Linked DNA regions of Sus scrofa: region 2 is linked to region 1. The links are chromatin contacts, called in public Hi-C maps. All regions are on one chromosome and are shown on one strand. Each heading gives the region's core, a stretch centred on a gene start, on an enhancer-like site or on the middle of the called end of the contact. The rest is flanking DNA. Distances are from core to core; before and after follow the strand shown.

Region 1 (5,628 bases), core at 822-3,321:
CGATGTCTGCCCAGGTTCTTGAAGCACACAGCCCAGGGGCATAAACGACAATAAACAAATAAATACGTGTGATGAATGCTGAACAAAGATGAAAAAACAAAGCAACTTTGGGGGACAGAGAGTGGTGGGGGTGGTGCTAATTTGGAGTGACCAGAGCAGGACTCTCTGGTAAGGTGACATGGAGCAGAGACGGGAAAGCATAGAGGAGATGAGCTGTGCAAACACTGAGAAGAGCCCTGCGGTACGTGCAAAGGTCCTGGGGAAGCTTTGCTGGCATGCTCCCGGAAGTCCATGCACCTGGAGCAGAGAGGGCGCTGGAGAGAGCTGTGGGAGATGGGGCGACAGGGCCTGGAAATCAAGGATGGTCTTGCAGGTTCTTGTCAAGAGTTTGGAATTTATTCTTCTCTGCTTTTTGGTGGAGGAGCCTCGCCTTCAGCATGGGGAAGTTCCCAGGCCAGGGACTGAACCCGTGCCACAGTAGTAACAATGCCAGATCCTTAACCCACTGACCCACCAGGGAACTCCTATTCTTCTTGAGAAAAGAAATCACTAGAATAGAGACATGATCTGCCTTTTTTTTTTTTTTTTTTTTTTTTCTCTTAAAGGGCCACATCTACAGCATATGGAAGTTCCCAGGCTAGGGGTCAAATTGGAGCTGCAGCTACACCACACCACAGCAACACCAGATCCAAGCCGAGTCTGTGACCTACACCACAGCTCACGGCAATGCCGGATCCTTAACCTACTGAGCGAGGCCAGGGATCGATCCCATGTCCTCATGGATACTAGATGGGTTCTTAATATGCTGAGCCACAACAGGAATTCCTCTGCCTCACATAATTTTAAAAAATCACTTTGCTTGCCGTGTAGAGACTGTGGGGGAGCAGTCTAGGCTGCTGTGAAGATCTCTTGACTTCCCAAGCTTTTTGATCATGAAAATCCTTCCCAGAGAAGACAAATTAGAGATAATGCTAAAATATTTACATCCCTGGGAAAGAGATTCGTTTGCTTAAATGCCTTACTCTGTGATATGAAAACTCATTACCGTACTCTTCCGAAAAACTGGTTTTCACGGCTGGGAGAGAAGCAGACACTGAAACAGGGAAACTTGCTCAGAAGAGATGGTGTGAAAAATGTGGCTGCTTGGTTTGTCTACACCATAGTTTTTTTCCTGGGAAACCTCTAAGCCTTGAGGTTCCAAGGTTCTGACAATCCATTGGGGTTTAAATCCTCCTGGATCTAGCGATGCTGGGGAGGGAGAGTGCAAATATGCATCAGACGCTGATGGATTTCATGAGTATAAACCAAACTGCACCCAGCTCTGTGTCCCCCCGAGCTCCAACTGTTATGGGACAGTTTCAACTGACAAGGGATGTTTCCACATTTCCTGGGGCTCCGCCATCCTCAGGCTGGGCTCTGGAAGCCCAAGGCAGGTTTGGATGGGGCGGGGAAACGCACTTTGGATGGAAAGGACAGATCCGTGACCTGGCGCACCCAGCTAGCAGCTCTGGGGCCTCCCTGTTTCTCCACCAGCTTCAGGAAACATGCTTTAAGGAATTCTCTCTTATAGGAACTGAATCCCTCAAGTTCCACTTGTTTGTGCTGTATCCATCATGTAAGCAGCCTGAGGCTTATAGGTCTTAGAGATTTAGAAAGTGGTGTCCTTAGCCAGCAAAGGTAAGATCAGAAGTTTAACTGAATGGCAAGCAAAACAGACTTCGGGTGAAAAAAGTCGTGGAAACAGTCAATTCTTGTTAATAATTTAATGGCAACAATAATGGGACTAAGAACAGATCATGGGTAATCCTGATAAAATACGTGTCTGTCTTTGGAACGCACATCCACGCATGCAGTACCTAACAGCAAGCGGGAAATGAGTGCGTATCACCAGAGATTAAACCCGTTGTTGGTGGGGCAAAAATCAACGCGGAAATACCCTAGGAAATAAGACGAGGTCCATGTGGTATAGTCTGCAGGTGTAAATCGACACGACACGCTCCACACGCACTGAAAGAGATATTTACGAGCCCGCACTGGGGCGACGTGGTACCACTCAACCTGGTGGAGACAGGGCGCGTGGAGAAGAGTGATAAGCTTCCTGTACTCAGTGAGTTGATAAGCAAACATCTGAGTTTAGGCTGTAACTCAAGTCGGATTAATGTCACGTGAGAGTAACCCTCCAAGAGCAGCGGGTGGCCAGCAGCGCCAAGGATGACTTTATCTTCAGGACCAAACAACACAGAGAGCGTGAAGGACAGTGGAAAGAACGCGATGCAGGATGCACTGGATCAGGTCACGCGTGTGTATGTTATGCGTGGGTATCACTGGCTTACAACACATGTTCCAAGGTGCCTTACGAACTGACCATGGCTTACATTTACAAGCATCATAAAATGTCTTCTACTCAGGCCAGATCTTCACAAGTGACATCCATCAATTACCTAAGTGACTCTGTCGAAGACGGTGTTTAAACAAGGATGCCAAGGAACCATGTTTGGTCCATGTCCTGGTTTGGTCCAGCGCCGCCCCCACCCCACCCCCTGGGGACTCCTCTGGGGAGAAGGATTCTACTTTTCCCCAAGGCCTTGAGATATATTCCAACTTTCCTTCATTTCCTCCAGTAACTCTTTACCCACTATTCTGCCTACCATCTTTTTTTCTTTTTCTTTTTTGTCTTTTTAGGGCTGCACCCATGGCATATGGAAGTTCCCAGGCCAGGAGTCGAATCGGAGCTATAGCTGCCAGCCTTCACCACAGCCACAGCAATGTGGGATTCAAGCCGCATCTGCAACCTACCCCACAGCTCAAGGCAACACTGGATCCTTAACCCACCGAGCAAGGCCAGGGATCGAACCTGCATCCTTATGGATAAGAGTCGGGTTTGTTTCTGCTGAGCCACAACAGGAACTCCATGGTCTTTAAGTTTCTTAAGACGAGCAATACTTTTTGAGCTCTCTCTCTTTGGAAGACCAGTATCAATTCTTCGAAATAACCTCTAGATGCTCTCTGCACTAGGCCACATCCTCGCTCTACGAGGGGCAAGACACGGCCCATCCCCTCCAGAAGCATCGGCTCCAGAGAAGACAGCACTGGGGGGGGGGGGAGCAACAGTCCAGGAGGAGCTAGATTCCTTGTATAGCAAGTCACGCAAACGGGATCCAGGGCTGGAGAAACCAGGACATCATTGGAGCAGGAATGACTGAGCAAAAAAGGCCCGCTTCACGGTGTCACATAAATCTAGGGGAAAGCATGCAAGATTTCTCCCTCACTCCTTCTCTTTTTTTATGGCCACACCGGCGCCATATGGAGTAACTTCCAAAGATGATTTTACCTTATACTTGTGTCCTAAATAATCGGGGCTGTGATTTTTTTTTCTTGGAATTTTATCATCGCGGCTATAAACACAAGCGCTGTCTTTGTGAATCATCTTTATTTTTAACATTTGGCTAACACTCCACTCAAGTGTCTTTGACATGTTTAAAGCAATTTGTTTCACAAATACGAAAGTTAGAAAAGATTGAGATGATGGAGAGGAAGGAATGGAGACAGGGTGTCACTTTGCTATCACTTAGAAACATGTTGCACAAATAAAAAAAAGTAGTTTGATGGGAAATGCCACCCCCGCTGTCTCCACGGCTTCGTTTCCGTCGTATTAGTCAGAGAAACCCTGGTTTGGTCTCCTTCTGTCAAGTTAATGGCTTCAGAATCCCAAGGGCTCTTGTGTATCCTGGGCACTAATTTCCCAGCAAATTTACAGCAAATGTGTCAAGCTAACTGTGAGGTGCTGGACCTCAAATGTGGCTTGTCCCTTCGGGAGCCAGTGTTGGGGTCCAGAGGGAAAGCTATTTTGACTTTGTATTTTCCCAGTCAGGGAAACAGGATTTAAAATAGACTTTGTGCTTGTAAGTTTGAATGGAAAACGCCATACCTTGATTGGAAGAGTTGAAAGCCCTGGGCTGATGACTGCTTTCCCAAAAAACCACCCCTGTGTGTGTTTCTCCCCAGGTCCCACCACAGCATGAAGTGTGCACATGCTCTGCCTAGCTGCTGGACAACAGGAGGCATCGGGCTCTACGGATTCTCGCTCCACAATGTCCGTCTTAGTCTGTGTTAGTCTGTCTCAGTCTGCTGGAGCTGCTAAAACAAAACACCACTGACTCGGGGGCTTAAAGAACAGACTTTGCTTCTCACATTCTGGAGGCCTGGAAGGCCAAGATCAGGGCGTGGGCAGCTCCAGCTCCGGGTGAGGGCTCCCTTCCTGGCTTGCAGACAGTGGCCTCCTTGCTGTGTCCTCACGTGGACGGGGAGGGGGGCTCTGGTTTTGCTTCCTCCTCTTTTTTTTTTTCCATTTTAATGGCCACGCACATGGCACATGGACACTTCCAGGCCAGGGACTGAATCCAAGCTGCAGCTGTGGCAACGCCAGATCCTTTAACCCACTGTGCCTGGGTTAGGGATTGAACCTGCGCCTCCATAGAGACCTAAGCCACTGGAGTTGGATTATTAATCCACTGCCCCACACTGGGAACGCCTCTTTCTCCTCTTAAAAGTATACAAATCCCATCATGGGGTCAAACTCTCATGACCTCACCTAAACCTGATTATTTTCCAAAGGCCAAACCTTCAAATACCGACACATAGGAGTTTGGGATAGGGGGACAAAATCATTCAGTCCACAGCAAAGTGTCACCCTCTTCTCCAGCCCCTCTCGCTTTGAACTGTCCTGCCCAGACTATACCTTAGCCTGGCCCCTCATACCTGGTCTGTCTCCTCGAGGAGGAACTGGTAGGATTCAAATCCTGACTGCTGGCTGGTCCTAGTTTTCCTGACCTGATGCCAGACCTGGGATCTGAAACAGGTCTTGGCAGGATGCAGGGTCCACTGAATGGGAAGTGAAGACAGGAACCCACCCCCCTCTGCAAGCATACGCCGCAAATGGAGTTCAACTAAGGGGATTTATTCCTTCGAGATGTTAGGGAATTATTTCCCTAAAGCGTAAATATGGAGGTGAGAGGAAGCACAATTAGTCAATCAGATATCAACGTTTCAGCAAGACGGAATTGATTAGACGCTTGCCATAGTCCTTAGCTAAGACTAATTCCCTGAAGGACTCATCAAAAGCTTTTTTCGGGGGTGCAGTGTGGTGATGTTTGGTGCCACCGGGAAGGCAGGCCCAGAGGAAGTCCTGGAATAAGGGTGTCTGAGCCACTCGGTGGGCAAGGCAAAATTCTTGGCACATTTGGAAGGCTGCTGCCTCAGTTTCCCCATCTGCATCAATGGGTTATAACTGCCTCCAACGTCTACACTGCACACACTGGGAATGACTGCTGACGTGGCCTCCGTGCTGGTCGGGCCACACTCATGGGACTCTGGCCCACTTATTTCCCTGTCTGCTCCAAGTTTCTGGCAGCGCCCACCTGTCGAGTCCGCGTCCTTCTCTGGGTGATCTGAGTGAACATCCAGCTAATTCAAGGCTGCCCCCCTCCCCCGCCCAGAGCCCTGAGGGGTTACAGGGTGCTGTAACAATACCCTGCACAGCCCCCAAGCCAGAGATCTGGAGGCAGACTTAGCTCTTGATTGCTGGCAGGCAAAGATGGTCCCCCTCTGGCTCGGCCCCCCAGGTAGCTG
Region 2 (5,628 bases), core at 1,905-4,404, 210 kb after region 1:
AATGACCACCATCAGGGAATGGGGGGTGGGGAAAATAGGGAAATTTTGGTCAAAGAGTACAGTGTCCCGGACTCCGACTCCTCCTCGATGGTCTGAACTGAGAGTTGTGTCTGCCCAGCACAGTGAGACGTGAGCTTCTCAAGGGCATCACCTGCACCACAGTACAGTGTCTCCCGAGCATCACCCTCATCAGGACCATGGGTATCTCCTATGCATCACCTGCATCAGGACCATGAATATCTCCCAAGCATCACCAGCAGCACAAGTGTGCCATCATCTTTGCTCAGCTTTCAGCCCTTGAGCAGGTGATATTGTTTAGTTTCTTGGCCTTTCACCCTTCACAGGCATGGCTTAGAAATCCAGAAATGTCTGGAAGAGGAACTGTATACTGACTCAACTCCCTTTGCTTCTGCTTAATGGCACATCAAGTCCCGGCAACTTGGCATCCTGCACTCCAATCATTTTGACTGCAGCAAGCTTTGAGCTGCCACTTTCTGTCTGGGTTCCACACCCCATGACAAGGCCTGAATCAGCAAATGCTCCAAGGGGAGAACAGCAGCTGTAAAGAAAGGACTCATTTCAGTGCACTTCTCTCCTGCTCACATCTCAGCCCCTTCAAATCCTGGTGACCTTGACTGCTCTCTGATGCTCTCAGACTGCTTTCTGTTTTATTTTATTCAGCTTCACAGTTCTTTAGCACTTGGGGTGTTATTACATAAACCACTACTTTACAGCCAAAAATGGAAAACCCCTTCAGGTTTTTTTTCCCCCCAGAAATGTACTAGGTGGCATATTTTCTTACTTAATGGAAATGTCTTTCTGTTGGCTCCATGTGTGAAAGATAATTTGATGTAGATCAAAACTCTTGGTTCACCAACACTTTTCCCTAAAAATTCTGTAGATGTTGCTCCATATTCTTTTTGTATTTAATGTGCCAGAGAAAAACTCTCATTGAGCTTGATTTTTGTTCCTTGGTCACAGGTGTTAAAATTAAATTAATGTTTCGGGCGAGACACCAAAAAGAATGATATCAACTTCAACGTCTGCATAGCTTTTCTGAGTAGGTGGCTGAGAAAGGAGTAGCCTCACCCATCCAGAGAACCAAGGATGCAGAGCTGGGCTGATTTGCAAGCAAGACTTTGGGGGATGCCTCTGGACCAGGCCAGCTCTCTCACCTCAAGTGTCTGGGGGTGGGTGGGTTGGAGGAGCTCAGTGGAGCACTCAGAACCCTTGGGAGACTCGCCATCTTTTCACCCTGCCTGCTATTACTGTTTGTATACTGACCACATGTAAAAGGTGTCATCATATGGTCTCAACCAAATTAAACACATACAGAAAAACTATTGTAAGGAAACACATGGCAAGGATTGTCATATGTTTGGGGGGGGCGGATTTTTGTCCTCATTTATTCCCTTATTTTCCAAACCTGTACAAAGACATGCACTGCTTTTAACAATTTGAAATCTTGCTTTTAAATACCTAAATGTAAACACTTTACCATACACTGTATGCTAAGTATGTGTTTTTAACCTACAGTTTCGTAAAAAAAAAAAAAAAATGTTCCCGTAAAAAAAAAAAAAAACCCAGAATAGAACACCCCACCCCGCCACCTCGGAATGTGTTTTCCTCTGGATCGTGATTTCCCCTAGATAGCTATTTTCAACCTTTTATATATAGTGGGGGACGGGGGGGGGGGGTAGGTACTTTAAGAATATACCAGTTCCGGACATAAGGTGGGTCTACCCGATCATTGGATGGCCTTAGGAGCACCTGCAGGGGCCTCTCCCATCCCCACTCAGGGTGAGACCCTCCTCATTCTGCTTCTCTCTCTGGGTGCCTCCTCCTTTCCCCTCAGTCCCTCCTCCCAGGCACCCCGCCTCGCCGACCCTTGCCCCCTAAGCTGCTCACAGCCACATTTAGATGGCCCTTGGTACACATTCTGGCACATTTTCCTTCAACCACTGGGCGCTTTTTTTGAGAATGGGTTTCTGCACTAGCCGGCACCCACCCCCACCCCCACCCCCACCCCTCAGGGCAGGAATGTGACTCCTGGCCGAGCTGGGGTCGCGGAGGGTTGGGGAGGGGGCCTTGGCGCAAATGCAATTCAATTGACCGGCCAGCAGCCGGCTCCTCTGGGGGCGCTCACAGCTTGCCGCTCGCCGGCCCGCTTTCTCCCGGAGATGAAAAAGGGAAAGGGAGGAGGCCACTAATGTGAGAAACAGTCCCTCTCCTGGGTCAGCAATGGCGCGGTCCGGGGAGGGGCCGCCCTGGCGCAGTCGTGTCCCTAAGGGCCCCGGCCCAAGAGGCCGCCTTCAGATCCGCAGCCAAGTGAATTGCAATGAAAAATTCATTGGCCTCCACTCTTTCGCGGCCCAGATCCGCACGGAGCACCCCCCTCCCCCCGCCACCCAAGCCAGGCAGGAGCAGCTGGGCTTTAAAGCGGCCGCTCCGCCCGGGATGCGCTTGGCTTCGGGCGGGGGGTGCTCGGTCAGGGAGCCAGGGTTATTCTCCACAATACCAGTGGGAAGCACGCCCTGGGTCTCCAGAACCCTCGAGTGTGTAAACGGACCCCCGACCAGGGCCTAGTCCCCGCCACCAGCTTTAGCAGCCACAACGCAGCCAGAGCGCAAGGCCCTTCCGGGGAGGCGGGGGAAGAGGGGGTGGCCAGGGCGGGCAGGTGTCGCAGCCCCTAGGCCGGGGTGGCGGGGGAGGGCGGGGGCCAGAGTCGGAGAGATGCAACAGAGCCACGGGTTTCTGGAGGCCTGTGCAGCCCCTGCCATCTGGGCACTGCGCAGACAGACGCTGCGTGGGCCCCCGGAGCGAGCCACCTCCGCGCGGCTGCGGGAAGGCTCCACGTCGGGGGCTGCGGGAAGAAACACCGGCCGGGGCTCGCCTGCTGCCCAGGCTCTGCGTGTGGAAGTCATTTTCCTAAAATGACTTTCAATAGCCACTGATGATTTGCTATGGGACACGCAGGACTCTGAGGTGCTACCCTCTGACCTAGCTGGGATGCGCGGCGTTATCCGGCTGTTTTGCTTTGGCCCCAAACGCGCTGATTAGAGAAGTTGGAGATTCAGGTCAGGCTTTCCCAGGACCTCCAGGCCCGGACTGCGCCGGCTCGCGGGCCAACAGCGCCATCTGGTGGTCATGGTCGCACTGCGGCGGGACCAGGCCGAGTGATGTAATGGTCCACGTTTGCCTTCAGAGTGGGCTCTGCCGCAGGGCCCGCGTTGCCCGAGGTTCCCACTCCAGTATTTCCTGTAAATGAGTCATCGCGCAAGGGATTTCTCCATAGGACCCTTGCTATACATTGCAACGGACGTGTCCCTCTTTGCACTCTATTCCAGGGCTTCTGGATTTGAAGCTGAAAGCGAGGAAGAACTCAAAGTCTAAACTCCTTGATTCACAGCTGTGAAGCTGGCTGGTTATGCGACTTTTCCCAGGTCCGGCCACGCGAGGACCAGAATCGCGCCTCTTGGCAGAGTGTTTTTAAGAGCCCTGTGAGTTATGTCGGCTTGGGAACTTATTCGGTCCCTTGGGCCTGCAGAACAGATGCCTTGGTGCCTGAAAAGCCCGGAGCACGCTCTCACTGTCACCTCTCCGCTGCCCCTCTCCGCTTTGCCACTTACCCCAACCCAGGCTAATGTCCTCAGCTGCCTCCTTGTCTGGCACCTCATCCCGCCAAGACTCACTGAGAAGGCCCCTATGCAGAGGACTGATGGGACCAGGGGCAAATTTAGGTGGACTTGCGGCTGCGCCCTCCCTGCAACTCAGGGCTTTCAACATTCGTTGATTCCTGCATTGCAGATGCTGCAAATGCTTCCTTCTGATCTTCAGCTCTTGGCCTTACAAGACCTCACCATTTCAAAAACAAATTCTCCTGCTTTCCAGAGACGAGGTTTGCCTCCTGGGAGCCTCCTCCATGTTGCCTCTTTCGCCCTTAAAATATTTGCATTATCTCTATCTTCTCTTTCTCTATTGCCTCAAGGGGGAGGAAAAAAATCCTTTGTCTTTTCTAAAGCAAATGCATCGACTTTTACCTCTCGCATAAAAGAGTGAGCCCAAATAAAACAGGAAAATAAAAACAGTCAAAAGAGCAAATTGAAGAAGCTAAAGGCAACATTAAGAAACCATCAGTAGTCTCGGGTGCATGAAAAAAATACTGCATAGTGGAGAAAAAGATGCCACCAGAAAAGGAATATTCAGAGATGGCGGGGGGGGAAACCTCCTGGAAATTAGAACACATGATTATAACAGCCAAAGACTCAAAGAAAGGATTCAATGAAAATGTAAGGCGGCTCCAGAAAGTTGAACAAAAAGGCAAAACAATAGAGAGCTAAAAATTAGAAATAAAGCAAGACTAGTCGAAGAGAGTCAGTTACATAATTTGAAAAGCTCAGTGCAAAATGATAATGTTGGGGTCCCTTGTTTAAAAAATCGTTAAGATTTTCAGGCACGGGCTGGTACCGTGAACACGGGTCTCTGGCCCCTCCTCTCCTTCCTCTGGGTTAAGGGATCCTAGCAACCTGAGACCTTAGCAACCTGTGACAGGAGGAATCCTTTTGGTCAGAGTTTTGACCCACAAGAGCTCTGCTTTTTAGACTATTTGGAGGTTAGTGGAAAGCGAGAGCCCCGCCATCAGCTCTGCAAGTTTAAAGCTGAGCTGCCCAGGAGTTCCCGTCGTGGCTCAGTGGTTAACGAATCTGACTAGGAACCACGAGGTTGCAGGTTCGATCCCTGGTCTTGCTCAGTGGGTTAAGGATCCGGCATTACCGTGAGCTGTGGTGTAGATCGCAGACGTGGCTCAGATCCCGAGTTGCTGTGGCTCTGGTATAGGCTGGTGGCTACAGCTCCGATTCAACCCCTAGCCTGGGAACCTCCACATGCCATGGGAGCAGCTCTAGAAAAGGCAAAAAGACAAAAATAAATAAATAAATAAATAAAGCTGAGCTGCCCAGTACAGAGGCCTTAAAGACTATGAGATCAGGACTCAGAAGCATGAGGCTAATGAGACTCAGGTGTGTCTGGTCTGATGGAGACAGATTGTAAGTGTAAAATATACACAGGATTTAAATATTTAGTATAAAAAAATAACATCAATATCCTGTTAATAATTGTGTTGTAGTGATTACATATTGAAGTGATAATGTCTTAGATATATTACGTTAAATATATTATCACAATTTCACCTGTTTCTTTTTACTTTTTAAAAATCTGGCTGTTGGGGGTTCCTATTATGGCTCAACAGGTTAAGAACCCGACTCAGAACCACGAGGACATGGGTTCCATCCCTGGCCTCACTCAGTGGGTCAAGGATCCAGCATTGCCATGAGCTGTGGAGTAGGTCGCAGATGCAGCTCGAATCTGGCATTGCTGTGGCTGTGGTGTAGGCCGGCAGCTGAAGCTCTGATTCCACCTCTAGCCTGGGAACTTCCACAGCCCTAAAAAGACAAAAAAAAAAAAAGCTGCTATCGAAAAAATTTTAATGTGGCCTGTATTTTTATTGGACGGCACTGGTCTTTATTACCGAGCGACAGTCACTAACCCAGTAGTTACTTCTATGTTTTGTTTCTGCCTTCTTATCACAGAGTTTCGGGGCAGCTGACTTGGCCCAAGCCATATCCATCA

The links. A called contact is a pair of places that touch in the nucleus more often than the background predicts.
Region 2: a Hi-C map of fetal liver shows a contact between it and region 1, with 2.7 times the contacts expected there. The contact joins two enhancer-like sites. A contact is called at or near these places in 3 of 47 Hi-C or Micro-C datasets (embryonic fibroblasts, fetal liver and psoas muscle).

What each region holds. Positions count from the first base shown.
Region 1 is chr7:3,865,245-3,870,872 of Sscrofa11.1, forward strand. All of the region lies in intron 3 of F13A1 (coagulation factor XIII A chain), which reads right to left. Among named protein-coding and RNA genes, the nearest start is that of MIR9841, 33 kb to the left of the region's middle. Within about 2 kb of position 2,072, at least 2 of the 83 cell types and tissues checked have an H3K27ac peak or open chromatin away from gene starts, as enhancers often do. A contact at or near this core is called in fetal liver, where this site is marked.
Region 2 is chr7:4,069,802-4,075,429 of Sscrofa11.1, forward strand. No RefSeq gene overlaps it. Among named protein-coding and RNA genes, the nearest start is that of LY86, 36 kb to the right of the region's middle. Within about 2 kb of position 3,155, at least 23 of the 83 cell types and tissues checked have an H3K27ac peak or open chromatin away from gene starts, as enhancers often do. A contact at or near this core is called in fetal liver, where this site is marked.